2 separate regions of the Sus scrofa genome follow, and region 1 is linked to region 2. A link is a contact called in public Hi-C data. All regions are on one chromosome and are shown on one strand. Each heading gives the region's core, a stretch centred on a gene start, on an enhancer-like site or on the middle of the called end of the contact. The rest is flanking DNA. Distances are from core to core; before and after follow the strand shown. Region 1 has its middle 17 kb from the start of NKD2. Region 2 has its middle 8.9 kb from the start of SLC6A19.

Region 1 (6,197 bases), core at 3,165-5,664, 120 kb after region 2:
TTCAAAGTCTGTGAGTCAGTATCTGTTCTGCAAAGTTCATTGTGTCCTTTTTTCAGATTCCACATGTCAGTGAAAGTATTTGATGCTGGTGTCTCATTGTCTGACTGACTTCACTTAGCATGATAATTTCTAGGTCCAGCCATGTTGCTAAAAATGCAGGTATTTCATTCCTCTTCATGGCTGAGTAATATTCCATTGCATATATGTACCACATCTTCTTGATCCACTCCTCTGTCAATGGGCATTTAGGCGGCTTCCATGTCTTCGCTTTTCTATTTTCTTGCTTTAAAAAACCAAGATGTCCTTTCTGCTGGCAAATTTTCGTTTACCATTATTTTGGTGAAAATTGCTGTTCACAAATTCTCTCAACTTTTGTCCATTTGAATGCATCTTAATGTCATGTTTTTTTTTTTTTCCAAAAGCATTTTTAACTGGCTAGAGAGTTCTAGGTGAGCTGTCATGTCCCTGAATTTTGAATAAATCCTTCAATTGTCTCCCAGCAGCCATCGTTTCTGTGCCAAGGTCAGGCGTCTGTCACTGTCACAGTCTTCTGGTTTCCTTTCTGACAGCTGGACTGTGACCCGTGGTCTTCTTCATGTCCGTAGATTTTCTCAGATAAACAGCTTGATGGCCTCCACTGGCTTGGGAATTTCCTGACCAGGGTTTCTTCAAATCTTTCTCCCCCGCGTGTCTCCCCTTGCCTTCTGGGGCTCCCATCCACATGGGTTAGAGCTTTTTATGGTGCCTCAGGTGTTTTAGGCTATTTTTTGATATTTTCTGCCAATTTACTATTCTGAGCTCTAACCCATCACCAAATCCACCTTTCAAGTACTTAGCTTTGATTAGTGTAGATTTTTGTTCCAGTATTTCCATTGACTAAAAAATGAATTCAGTACTCCTGTGAAATCTTTCATCTTGTCATATTGCTGTGTATATTAACAGTTAATTTGACCACTAAAAATCAGCAGAGAAAGATTAAAAACAGTTTATTTAAAATCCATAGCTAGAGCTCCCATTCGCTCAGTGGGTTCAGAACCCGACACAGTGTCCATGAGGATGTGGGTTCCGTCCCTGGCCTCGCTCAGTGGGTTAAGGATGCAACATTGCCTCAAGCTGTGGCATGGGTCACAGATGCAGCTCAGATCCCACATGGCTGTGGCTGTGGTGTAGTGTGAGAGCTGCAGCCCCAATTCGACCCCTAGCCTGGAAACTTCTATATGCCACAGGTGCAGCCCTAAAAAGAAAAATAAAATAAAATCTCTATCTGGTAACTTCAATTTGTTTACTTGTCTTTCTGTCTCATGGTATTTGGCCACTTGGTCCTTTGGTATGGTTGGAAATTTTGAGTGTATTTTTTGTTTGTTTTTTTGTGCTATTTTAGGCCTGCACCCAAGACATACGGAGCTTCCCAGGCTAGGGGTCGAACTGGTGCTACAGCTGCCGGCCTGCATCACAGCCACGGCAGTGCAGGATCTGAGCGGCATCTGCGACCTACGCCACTGCTCACGGCAACACCAGATCCTCCACCCTCTGAGCCAGGCCAGGGATTGATCCCACATCCTCATGGATCCTAGCTGGGTTTGTTAAGCCCCGAGCCACGGAGGGAACGCCCCTTGAGAGTGTTTCGGATGCCATGCAAGGAAATAGAGGTTTTGGATGGTTTATTTCCCTCCAAGGTCCATTTAATTCCCTTCTGGGGGAGTCAAGCTCTGAGTCAAGGAATCTAAACACCCAAGAAGTTTAGAAAAATCACAAACAAAAAGCCGCAAATGAGGGAGCTTATAACATCTGAAGCAGAAGCGTTAGGACAGACAAATTATTTGATGTAAGTATGACAAATACCCTTTTTGTTGTTGTTGTTGTTGTTGTTGTTGTTGTTGTTGCTATTTCTTGGGCCGCACCCGCGGCATATGGAGGTTCCCAGGCTAGGGGTCGAATCGGAGCTGTAGCCGCCGGCCTACGCCAGAGCCACAGCAACGCGGGATCCGAGCCGTGTCTGCAACCTACACCACAGCTCACGGCAACGCTGGATCGTTAACCCACTGAGCAAGGGCAGGGACCGAACCCGCAACCTCATGGTTCCTAGTCGGATTCGTTAACCACTGCACCACAACGAGAACTCCACAAATATCCTTTTAAAATAAGGGGAGACACTAGCAATTGGGGCAAAAAATACCCTGAAAAAAAGAAGAAAGTAGAAATAGTAGGTACACAATAATTGAAAGAACAAACTATTTTGAAGGCACAATAAAACTATTACGAGGCTCAAAAGGTTGCCAACAAAACCCACAATGAAAAGTTTTTGGAGGAAACCTCAAAATGAAAACAAACCCAGAAAAACTGCAAGAGATACAAGGAGGAAAAAAAAGAAAGATTAAAACTATATCTTTATAAGGTTTATTGTTGTCTTAAGAAAAAACTAAGACCAAAGAAAAGAAACACCTACACATATGCCCACGACCCCAGAACAAAAACCCTCGGTAGTGCTGAGAGATGTGGAGACCAGAGGCCCTGGTCTGGCCGCGCCTTTGCTCTCAATGGGAATAAAGGCAAAAAGAAAAATGACAGGAAAGCTGGGGCAGATGGGAATCCCAGCAATGCTGGAAAGTCAGCGATCTCTGCGAAGCTGGGCGCCCCCCCCCACCCCCATGTGCGCTGGATGCCCCTCCAAGGTCCCTTCCCCCACTGACCACTCCTCCTGGCCTCGGCCTCGGAGTCCAGGCGCCCAGGGCTTTGTACTGGGCTCCCGGGCTGTGTCTCAGGAGAGGCGCCATCTCCTGGTCCCTGGGCACGAGACAGCCTTGGCTCCTCTCCAGGGTGCCAGCCTGGGCGCCCCTCCCTCCAGCAGCCCACCCAGCGTGAGCCCCATCGCTCGTCCCCGCTCTCACGGCCAGCACCTCCTCCTCTAGGGGCTCCAGACAAAACCCCAGCTCATCCTGTCCCGTCCCTCCCCTGAGCCATCAGTGCCCAGCTCTCCTTCCAACGCCCCCACCGGATCCCCCTTCCAGGCCCCATCCGCTGCCCTGGGCGCTGGCCACAGCCTCCCGTGCCCCCATCGCACAGCCTCCAAGGGGCCAAGGGATCCGTAGAACTGAGCTGCAGGCCCCCACTAACAGATGAACACGTGCTGCCCTGCAGAAACAGAGCCCGCGCCCTGCCGTCCAGCCCCAGGCCAGGGGTCTCCGCCTGAGCCCACGGCCTGGTCCCGCACCATGGGTTTCAGTTCAGGTTGCACCCGGACGCACCACCCGTCCTGTCCTCTGCCTCCACGGCTGCCGCGTGGACACTGCAGGCACAGACACACTCCCAGCGGGCAGCCTGGCCAGGCGGCTGACCCCGGGCCAGGGCAGGGCCAGTGCCCTGGGCGGAGGTGACTGAGAAGGCCCCTCCTGTCCATCCCTGGACTCTCAGACCCCTTCCGCTTCCTGGGGCCACCTCCCGCTCCGTCCCCGGGTCGGAGGCCCTGTCTGCCTGGTGGGGTCACCTTACCCGCGCCCTCCTTGGATCCACGGTCTGCGCTCGGCGTGTCCCTGTGGGGAAGGCCCTTCTGAAGGCGGGACCCCACCTCACTGCTGCAGCCCCAGAGCCTGGAGGAGGTGCTCCCACCACGGGGGCCCCAGAAATGGCTGAGATGGGGGACAAAGAAGGAAAGACAGGGGATTGAGTCGGGGACGCTGGCTGTTCTGTGAGGCCCGGGGCCGGGGGTCTGGGCTCTGCCCCAGCTCCCACGGGTGGGGGGGTCTGCGGGGGGGGGTGCCTTCATCACTGCTGTCCTGGATCCCGTGCTCCCCCAAACCCCGGCTGGACCGCAGAGCTGTGGCTGGTCCCCAAGGCCGTGTGGCACTCGTCAGGGTCCCACCAGTCCTGTGCCCTCGTGTGGGGGCAACGTGAAGATGCAGGTTCTTGTTTCAAGTTATGAAGCAAACGTTCTCCTCGCGCCACACGTCCAGCCACGGGTGAGGGTTCGAATTCCAACTTCAGGGAAGTTAAATTCCTTCTAAACCATAGCGAGAAAGTTTGTAACAAGTGGGTGCCACATTCTGCTGCCAGTTAAAGCGACTGTTGGACCTGTTCCGTGGAGTCATTTGAATCTGGGCACATGCTACGCCCTTCGCAAAGCCTTAAAGTCGTGAACCCAAGTACAAACTTCAAAAATAATGAATGCAATTTAAGGACAATAAATAAACTTCAAAGCCCTGAAAAACAGCAGAACCTCATCAAAGCAGAGAAAACAAATCTGTTTCCAGTTCAGATTTGAAACCCGACCAGTGGCTCCGAGTCGGATGTTGAGAAACGGCTTGCGAAACCCTTTGGAACGAGGGCTGGCCCCCTCCCCCCGCAGTCACGGCGCGGAGCTGTGCCCGGAGGGCGGCCGCGGTCACTGTCCTAGCGAGGGGTGCGCAGGCGCCGACGGCGAGGACCGGTCCCTCGAGGGGAGGCTGCGGGACGTCTGCCGTGCGGCGGTTCTGAGAGCAGCCCCTTCTCCATGCTGGGCACCTGCCAGCAGCGTCAGCTCAGGGCCTCCCTGCGGCCGAGCGCCCCCTCCCGCGCCGGGGACACGGGGAGCAGAGCCAGACACGGGGTGGTCAGCAAGACGAGCCGCGGGTTCAATGCGCAAAGACGGCTTTTGATGGGCGCCCTGCGGACCTGCTGAGAATCAGTAACTGGCCCCGCACGAGGGCCCTGTAGTGACGGAGCACACACAGCCACACACACTCGCGCGCGTCTCTCCCCGCGACCCTGGTGGCCCAGAAGGGTCAGAAGCCGCCAAGTTCCAGGCCCTCAGGCCGCGGCCTCTGCCAAGAACGGACCACAGGGCCGGCCTTCTGGGACGTGGCCCTTCCGCTCCAGCTCCGGCCGGGGGTCATTCTCCGCCAGCGTCTCGGTGACACAGCGCCTCGCGTCGCTCAAGGTGGAAACGGGCCCGGGGGTCGCGGGCCGGCGGCTGAGCCACGGCCTGAGCTCTCAGGGGTTCTGATGCCACCATGGCCCCGACTTTCTGTCTCAACCACCTCCTTCGCTGCCGCTCGGACCCGTGTCTCCCGTCTCACCAGCGTCCGGGAGGTGCCCGTCTTGCTCCGAGACCCTCCTCGGCCACCCCGGAGGCAGCGCGGCCACCGCGTCTTCGAGGAAACGGACGCACTCACTGTCACCGCGACCCTCCTCTGGCGGGTCACCCTCGCCGTGGGCGACGCCACCCGCAGAAAGGCCGGCGGGGCTGCCAACCTGCCCCGAGCCGCCAGGGCCCAAGCGGCCGCTCAGCTGCCCTCTCCCCACGCTTACCCAGTGCCTGCCAGGCGCGGGGCCCCGACGACGGTGTCCGGGAACCGGCTCCTGCTGTCAGGGCCCCGGCAGCCCTGAGGGAGTAACGTCCCTCTGCCGGCCGCAGGCTCCCGAGCCTTGAACCTGAGCTGCCCTCCGCAGGGACATGGGAGCCGCTGCAGTCGATTCCTAACCCACTGGGCCACAGGGGGAGCTCCTGCAGGAGCGTTGTAATTACAGCTTCATTTCCCTTTTATTTATTTATTTTTTTTTTTGTCTTTTGTCCTTTTAGGGCCACACCCACGGCATATGGAGGTCCCCAGGCTAGGGGTCTAATTGGAGCTACAGCTGCTGGACTGCTCCACAGCCACAGCAAGAGGGGTGCGAGCCCCATCTGCGACCTACACCCCTGAGCGAGGCCAGGGATCGTACCCGCAACTTCATGGATCCCAGTCGGATTCGTTTCCCCTGCGCCCCGACGACAGGAGCTCCGACGGCTTCATCTCCTTAAGTGACTCCCATTCCTCCTTTTTTTCCTGCCTGAGTTTTGGAAATTTGTGTTTATTGAGGAATTCATCCATTTCCTTTGTGTTTTCAAATCAAACGGGAGAAAAGGGTTACAAAGTACTCTCTTCAGGCCTTAACTGTCCCATAGAAAGTCATTTTTCACTTGCTAATTCTTTAACTTTGGCCGCTCCCACGGCATGTGGAAGTTCCTGGGCCAGGGATCACACCTGTGCCGCAGCAGTGGCGGCGCCGTATTCTTAACAGCGAGGCCACCAGGGAGCTGCACCACTTTCTATTTTCAGCATTAGTAATTCGGGCTTTTTCTCCATCAGTTGGCTTCTGCCAGGGTTTTGTCGGTGTGCTCAGTCTTTCCAAAGAGCCGACTTTTAAAAACCGTGCTTTACCGGGAGGTCTCTATTTGCTCAGCT
Region 2 (5,785 bases), core at 2,923-5,422:
TTCCAGTCAACACGTCGTGTTTTCCACAGAGCAAAGCTCGTCTGCCCACTAGTCCCCATTAGGGGTGCACTCACATGCTCGCTACCCGCATTACCCGCTTTTACGTTATTGGGCAGTTCTGTTGCTCCAGACTTCATTCTTAATATCGCTGCAATCAAAATCTTTGTTCGAGGGAGTTCCTGTCGTGGCGCAGTGGTGAACGGATTCGATGAGGAACCATGAGGTTGAGGGTTCGATCCCTGGCCTCGCTCCGTGGGTTCAGGATCCGCCGTTGCCGTGAGCTGTGGTGTAGGTTGCAGACGTGGCTCAGATCCTGCGTTGCTGTGGCTGAGGCTGTGGTGGAGGCCAGTGGCTACAGCTCCGATTCGACCCCTGGCCTGGGAACCTCCATATGCCGCGGGTGTGGCCCTAGAAATGGCAAAAAGACAAAAAAAAAAAAAAATCTTTGTTCGAAGTCCTGCTCCCTCATCCGGAACATCTGGGGCAGATTTTTCGAGACGTGGTTAATTAGGTTGAAGGACATGAAAACTGGAAAGGCCTTGGCCCAGGAGCATCCATTTCTCCCGCCTCCTGAAGCACTGGCGTCATCTCACGCTTTGCCAGTTTAAGTGGGACCTGGGTCTGGGTCTGGTGGTGTCTGTTTGCATGAGTTCTGGTTGGATTGACACTGTTCATGTCTCTTAGCTATTTTGGTAGATTTGTACCATGTTAAGATAAACAATAAAAACCCAGTTCTCTTCACCAGCAAAACAGGCTTACTTGGGAACAGCAGAGTGGCGGAGTCCTGGGCACCAGCCTGGTGAGCCGGGGCTGGTCCTGGGGGCACAAGCCTGGTAAGCCGGGGCTGGTCCGGGGGGCAAAAGCCTGGTGAGCCAGGGCTGGTGCGGGGGACACGAGCCTGGTGAGGTGGGGCTGGTCCTGGGCACACGAGCCTGATGAGCCGGGGCTGGTGCAGGGGGCACAAGCCTGGTGAGCCGGGGCTGAGGCTGGTCCGGACGACTAAGGAGAGGCCTACTTTCTAGGGAGCAGGGGGGCTGGGGGTCCACTGGAGGAAACCAGGGCTCTTCACTGGCTGCGCTGTTGCCAGGCAGGGAGAGGCTCTTGCTCCCGGAGTCACTTCCTACCGGCCCCTGTGTGTGCCAGGGTGGCAGGTGCAAGAGAGCCCCCTCCCTACACCCCCCCCATTTCAGCTGGGTTTCCCTCGATTAATGTCCTTAATTACAAATTGCCATGCCCTTTTTTCTGGGGGAGTGGGGGCCCTGGGCAGTTTTCTGGCCCCTCATGGGTTTGGGGTTCACATTGGTGGCTCAGGGCCACCTGCGGACCCACCTCCTCTCAGCACCCCTGCCCCGAGGTCCGGGTCTGGAATGGGCTCCCCCCGAGTCCCCTCCCTCCCCTCATAGCCAGCAGCCTGGGCAGAACCTCTGAGCTTTGGTTCAACCCTGGGGCCCAGACTCATGGGAGAGACTCAGCCGCTGGATGGGGTGAGGCGTGGAATGGCCGCCCATGGACTTGGGAGTCTCCGGGACACCCCAGCCAGAGGACCCCTTGACTTGACGGGACCAGCGCCACAAGGAGGAGAGAAGCTGGACTCAGGCGCTGTAGGAGGCACAAGGGGCTTGGAAGTGGAGGCCAGGCCGGATGGTCAGAGGCCCGGATGGCTGTTGAAGCAGCAGTGTGAAGAAGGGGGCGAGCTGCAGAGCGTGGCTCAGGAGCCGAGTGGCCACGGCCCACGGAGGGGACGGACATCGGTCAGCAGGACACTAGAACTGGGGGGCCGGGGGGAACGGAGAGGGCACAAGCCACACGGGATTGGGGGCTGAGACAGGGGCGGGGAGTCCTTCCTGTGTGGCCTTGTGGCAGGCTGGACTCTGAGACGACACAGCGAACCAGGCAGGGATCCCCACCAAGCCCTGGGAAGCCACAGGCTGCCGACCGAATTTCCAGGAGGAATTTCCAGCCGCTCTGGGGGCGCCACATCTTCAGCCAGCTCCTGGACCTCTGTTCAGATGAAACTCCGACAGGATGTTGTGGGAAGTTGGGGGGAGAGGGGAGGAGATGGGGTGGGCGGGTCCTCGGCCCGGCACCCCCGCCCCCGCCTGCCCCCCTACTGCCTGCTGCACAGATGAGGCAGCTGAACGCCCTGCCAGGCTGCGGGTGGAGAGGGACCCCTGCGGGCGCCCCAGGTCCCTCTGCCAGCCCCCACCTGCCTGTGCTCCCACCCGGGGCAAGGACTTCACTGGCCTCTCGTAGGGGCTGCACTGGGGTCAAGGACAGCCTCCGTCTGCAGATGAGGTCTCCGCGCTGCCCTCTGCAGCGCGGAGACCTGGGCAGATCATGAGTGCAGGGGTCCGCGGTCTGGAGAGAGTGCAATGGGGGGGCACGTCTTCCACGTGACCCCAGGGCTTCGGAGCAGAGGGGCAGCCTGCGCCGCCCTCCCCAGCAAAGGCTGGGTTCCTGAGAGGGGCAGGGGCAGAGGGGCCGCCAGCTGCCCTGCTCAAGGCATTCCCAGAAACCGGTCAAATTGTTTTCAGGCCGCTGGGGATTAACCATCAACCTGAGGAAATGCCCTCTCAGCGGCCCCCAGGCCAGTACTTTTCCAAAAGGCCCTGCGGAGAAACCCTTTGGGCGTGGGCAGGGCCGGGGCGGGCAGGACTGCCAGGGACTCCACCTTTACACCTGTGGCCCTTTTGAGGGTCCCCACGAGACACCCCACAGGTCACCCCCACTTCCCCAGTCAGGTCCCTCGTCCCCACATCTTCTGGCCCCTCAACTCTCTTCCTGCCTCTCCCTAGCTCACCCCAGACCAGTTCCAGAGCCTTCAGGCCCCTGCACCTGCCACCTCCCCAAGTCAGCCGCTTCCTGCATCCCAGTCCCGCCCCCGCCAGGCTCAGAGCCCTTCCCCAGGCCTTGCAATGAGCTCTGCCTCCCTAGTGGGGAAGGGGGGCTGGGACCCCCAGGACGGCTCCTTATGTAACTATTGAGGAGAACTTAGGTGTGCGGAGCAGGGCAGGGGGTCTGCACGGAGGGGCGCCCAGGCCTGGCAGTTGTGCCTTTGTGCCCAGGCCCAGTCCTGGGCCGGAGCAGCTGCACGGGAGCAGGTGTCCTCGTTACGGGGACAGCTGTGGCCGGAGGCGTGTTGTTGGCCTTTGACAGGCAGAGCGGGCGCTGGTGCAGCTGTACCTCAAGTCAGGTGCTGGGAAGGGAATGCAGTTTAGGGGAACATTTTTATCGTGAAAACAAAATACAGGGTCCACCACCACCAACCATTCTGGAGCCCTTTCTGCATGATCCCGCGGGAGGCTGCGGTGACGGCGGCCACAGCGGCTCTTCCTGGGCTCTTGCTCCCAAGGCCTCCAGCACAGCCAAACAAAGGGGCTGGCGTTTGTGCTGCTCTGTCACCCATGGTCCACCTGGCTGAGTGGTCACTGATGGCCTTCAACGCAGTGGCAGGGGTGGATGGCCCATCAGGAGCAGACCAGACTAGGCACTTCCCTAGCACCTGCTCCGCGAGGTGCCACTGGACACAGGCCACGGGGGGGGGGGGGCAAAAGAGGGAGGAGCTCCGGGGCTCCCACTTTCAAGGATGACCAAGGGAGTTGGGAGAGAGGCAGGCAGGGGTCAGGCCAGCAGTGCGGGCAGGCTGGGGGCCCCTGCGTCCCTGGATCGGAGTCAATGCTGGCTGTAGCGGGGGAGTGATGGGGCAGGGCGGAGGGAGACCCCACCTGGGAGGGAGCACGGGAGCCCAGCAAGGGTGGCGTCTGCAGGTGCACCCCTCGGGACCCTGAGAGGCCCTGGGGTTGACATCGAGAGGAACGAGGGAGGGTGGGCGGCGGAGACCCCGCCCCAAGTGCCAGCCCCACCTGAGGTGCAGCCGCCGGGCACACAGGTGTGGGAGGAGAGGGAGGTGACCCACTGCAGCCACTGGAGGGCCACCTTCGGGGACTTGGACATCAGGAGTGCGTCTTAAGAGAGAAGCGAATGGAAGGAGTAAGAAAGGGAAAGAAGTCCTGAGCAGACCGTTTTCAGGACTTAAACTGTGCTGGTTTCGTAAGATTTCATGTAAAGGGAAGTTAATTCCTTCAGAAGTGCTGCCCCGGCCGGGAAGGGGGTGCTGAAAAGGAGCTGAGGCTCAGGTGTCTTCAGCTCACCTGCAGCCCCACTGGGGAGGGGCGGGGCCAGGAAGGGCGGAGCCAGGGGAGCACCCCCCCCACCCCCCGGGGACTGGGCTCCAGGATCTGGACTCCATTCCTGAACCTCCGCAGGTGGTCGGGGGCGGCCAGGCAGGATGTCAGGGGTGCGGGCGTCGTTGAGAGCCTGAAGCGGGGAAGGACACCAAGCTCTGGGGACCCCCCTGCGGGTCAGAGAGGCCCCAACCCCACCAGGACATGGGGCCGCCCAGAGTGGACTCAGGAACCTTGGAGGTAGTGCTTGGGAGAAGGTTCTAGAGCAGGAGGACAGGTGAGAGCTGCGGGGCCCAGGGCTGCAGGATCGGCCAGGCTGGGCTGGGGGATCCGCAGGCACTGGTGCAGGGACCAGGCACTCCAGGCTGGACACGGGCCGGGTGTGGCCTTCGACAGTGGCCAAGGTTCAGAGGGCAAAGGTCACAGAGGTGGGCAGTACCTGAGTCAGCGCCGAACACGTGAGAGGCCGGCAAAAGTGTCCAGGAGGGCGGGGAGGGGCAGAGTCTTCAGAGGAGCGGCCGGGTCAGAGGTCGAATGTCGCAGGAAGGAGGCGGGGCTGGGCTGGGGAGGGGCAGGCTCAGGGGTGGCTGGGGGGCAGGATGGCCCCCACACCGAAGTCCATGGGGCTGGGAGAGGAGTGGCCTCCGGGAAGCCCCTTCCCCACAAGCTCAGCTCACCTGAGTAGGTAGGACCACCTCACTCTGGGGTCAGCAGCCCCAGCCCCCATCTCTATACAACGCCCCACCTCCGGTGGAACAAGCCAGGCCCCCCCCGGCCTCTGTCCCCTCCCCCCCTCCAATGCAGGGACAGCTGTGGCCTGCTCTCCCTGGCCCCGGGGACTCTGCCTGGGGTCAGCCCTGTGTCCTTTCCCTCTGGTCACCTTGGCCCAGGACGAGGCCTGGCCCCATCACAGACCCCAAGTCGCCACGGCTCAGAGCCCAGCCTTGCCTGCCGGCCTCAGCTCAGGAAAACGGCAAACCTTGGCCCGATGGCCCTGGGCCTCTGCCCCCCAAAGGGCAAGACTGGACAGTCCAGGAGGACCCCAGGTGGCCCGCACACCTTGGCCCCGATGGCCCTGACCCCCTGCCCCACACTCCTGTCCCAAGTGCTGACAGGACAAGCCCCTTGCACGTGGGCCCCCCACCCCCCGCCCCATTGTGCCCGGGCAGGTGAGCAGGGTGGGAAGGGGCAAAGGGACCAGTCGAGTCAGGAAGGGGGGGGGGCATGGGATTTCCTCCTGACTGGGGGGGGCGGTTCTCAAAGGAGGCTCTGCTCTGAGCCAGCTGCCCTGGTGGGAAAAGCTCAGAGGAGCCCGGGCTGTCCTTGTGGGGGTCATTGTCCTGGGAGGCGGGGCGGAGGGCCGGAGCCCCTGGGTTCCCCAGACCCCAGTGCACCCGGGGTGAGGGCACTCTGCGCAGGGTGGCTTCGGGGAACGCAGCCCCCCCACTCCCCGCCCTCCTGGACCATCCCTCTCCCCGAGGCGCCCCGTTGGCCCCCTGGGTGCCATCCCTCGTGCCAGCGTCTGGGTGCTGTGGAGGCGTCTTTGTTGGACGGCAGGTCATGGAGCCCAGCCCAGGACTCCATCATTGCTCTGCTCAGAG

What was found. Hi-C and Micro-C count contacts between places; a contact is called where the count stands out from the background.
Region 1: a contact with region 2 is called in a Hi-C map of liver, with 2.2 times the contacts expected there. The contact joins two enhancer-like sites. A contact is called at or near these places in 1 of 5 promoter capture datasets (liver), 8 of 47 Hi-C or Micro-C datasets (embryonic fibroblasts, fetal liver, heart right ventricle and 4 more) and 1 of 2 datasets of contacts at active chromatin or transcription factors (alveolar macrophages).

Annotation. Positions count from the first base shown.
Region 1 is chr16:79,433,892-79,440,088 of Sscrofa11.1, forward strand. No RefSeq gene overlaps it. Among named protein-coding and RNA genes, the nearest start is that of NKD2, 17 kb to the left of the region's middle. Within about 2 kb of position 4,415, at least 10 of the 83 cell types and tissues checked have an H3K27ac peak or open chromatin away from gene starts, as enhancers often do. A contact at or near this core is called in fetal liver and liver, where this site is marked.
Region 2 is chr16:79,316,964-79,322,748 of Sscrofa11.1, forward strand. No RefSeq gene overlaps it. Among named protein-coding and RNA genes, the nearest start is that of SLC6A19, 8.9 kb to the left of the region's middle. Within about 2 kb of position 4,173, at least 11 of the 83 cell types and tissues checked have an H3K27ac peak or open chromatin away from gene starts, as enhancers often do. A contact at or near this core is called in fetal liver and liver, where this site is marked.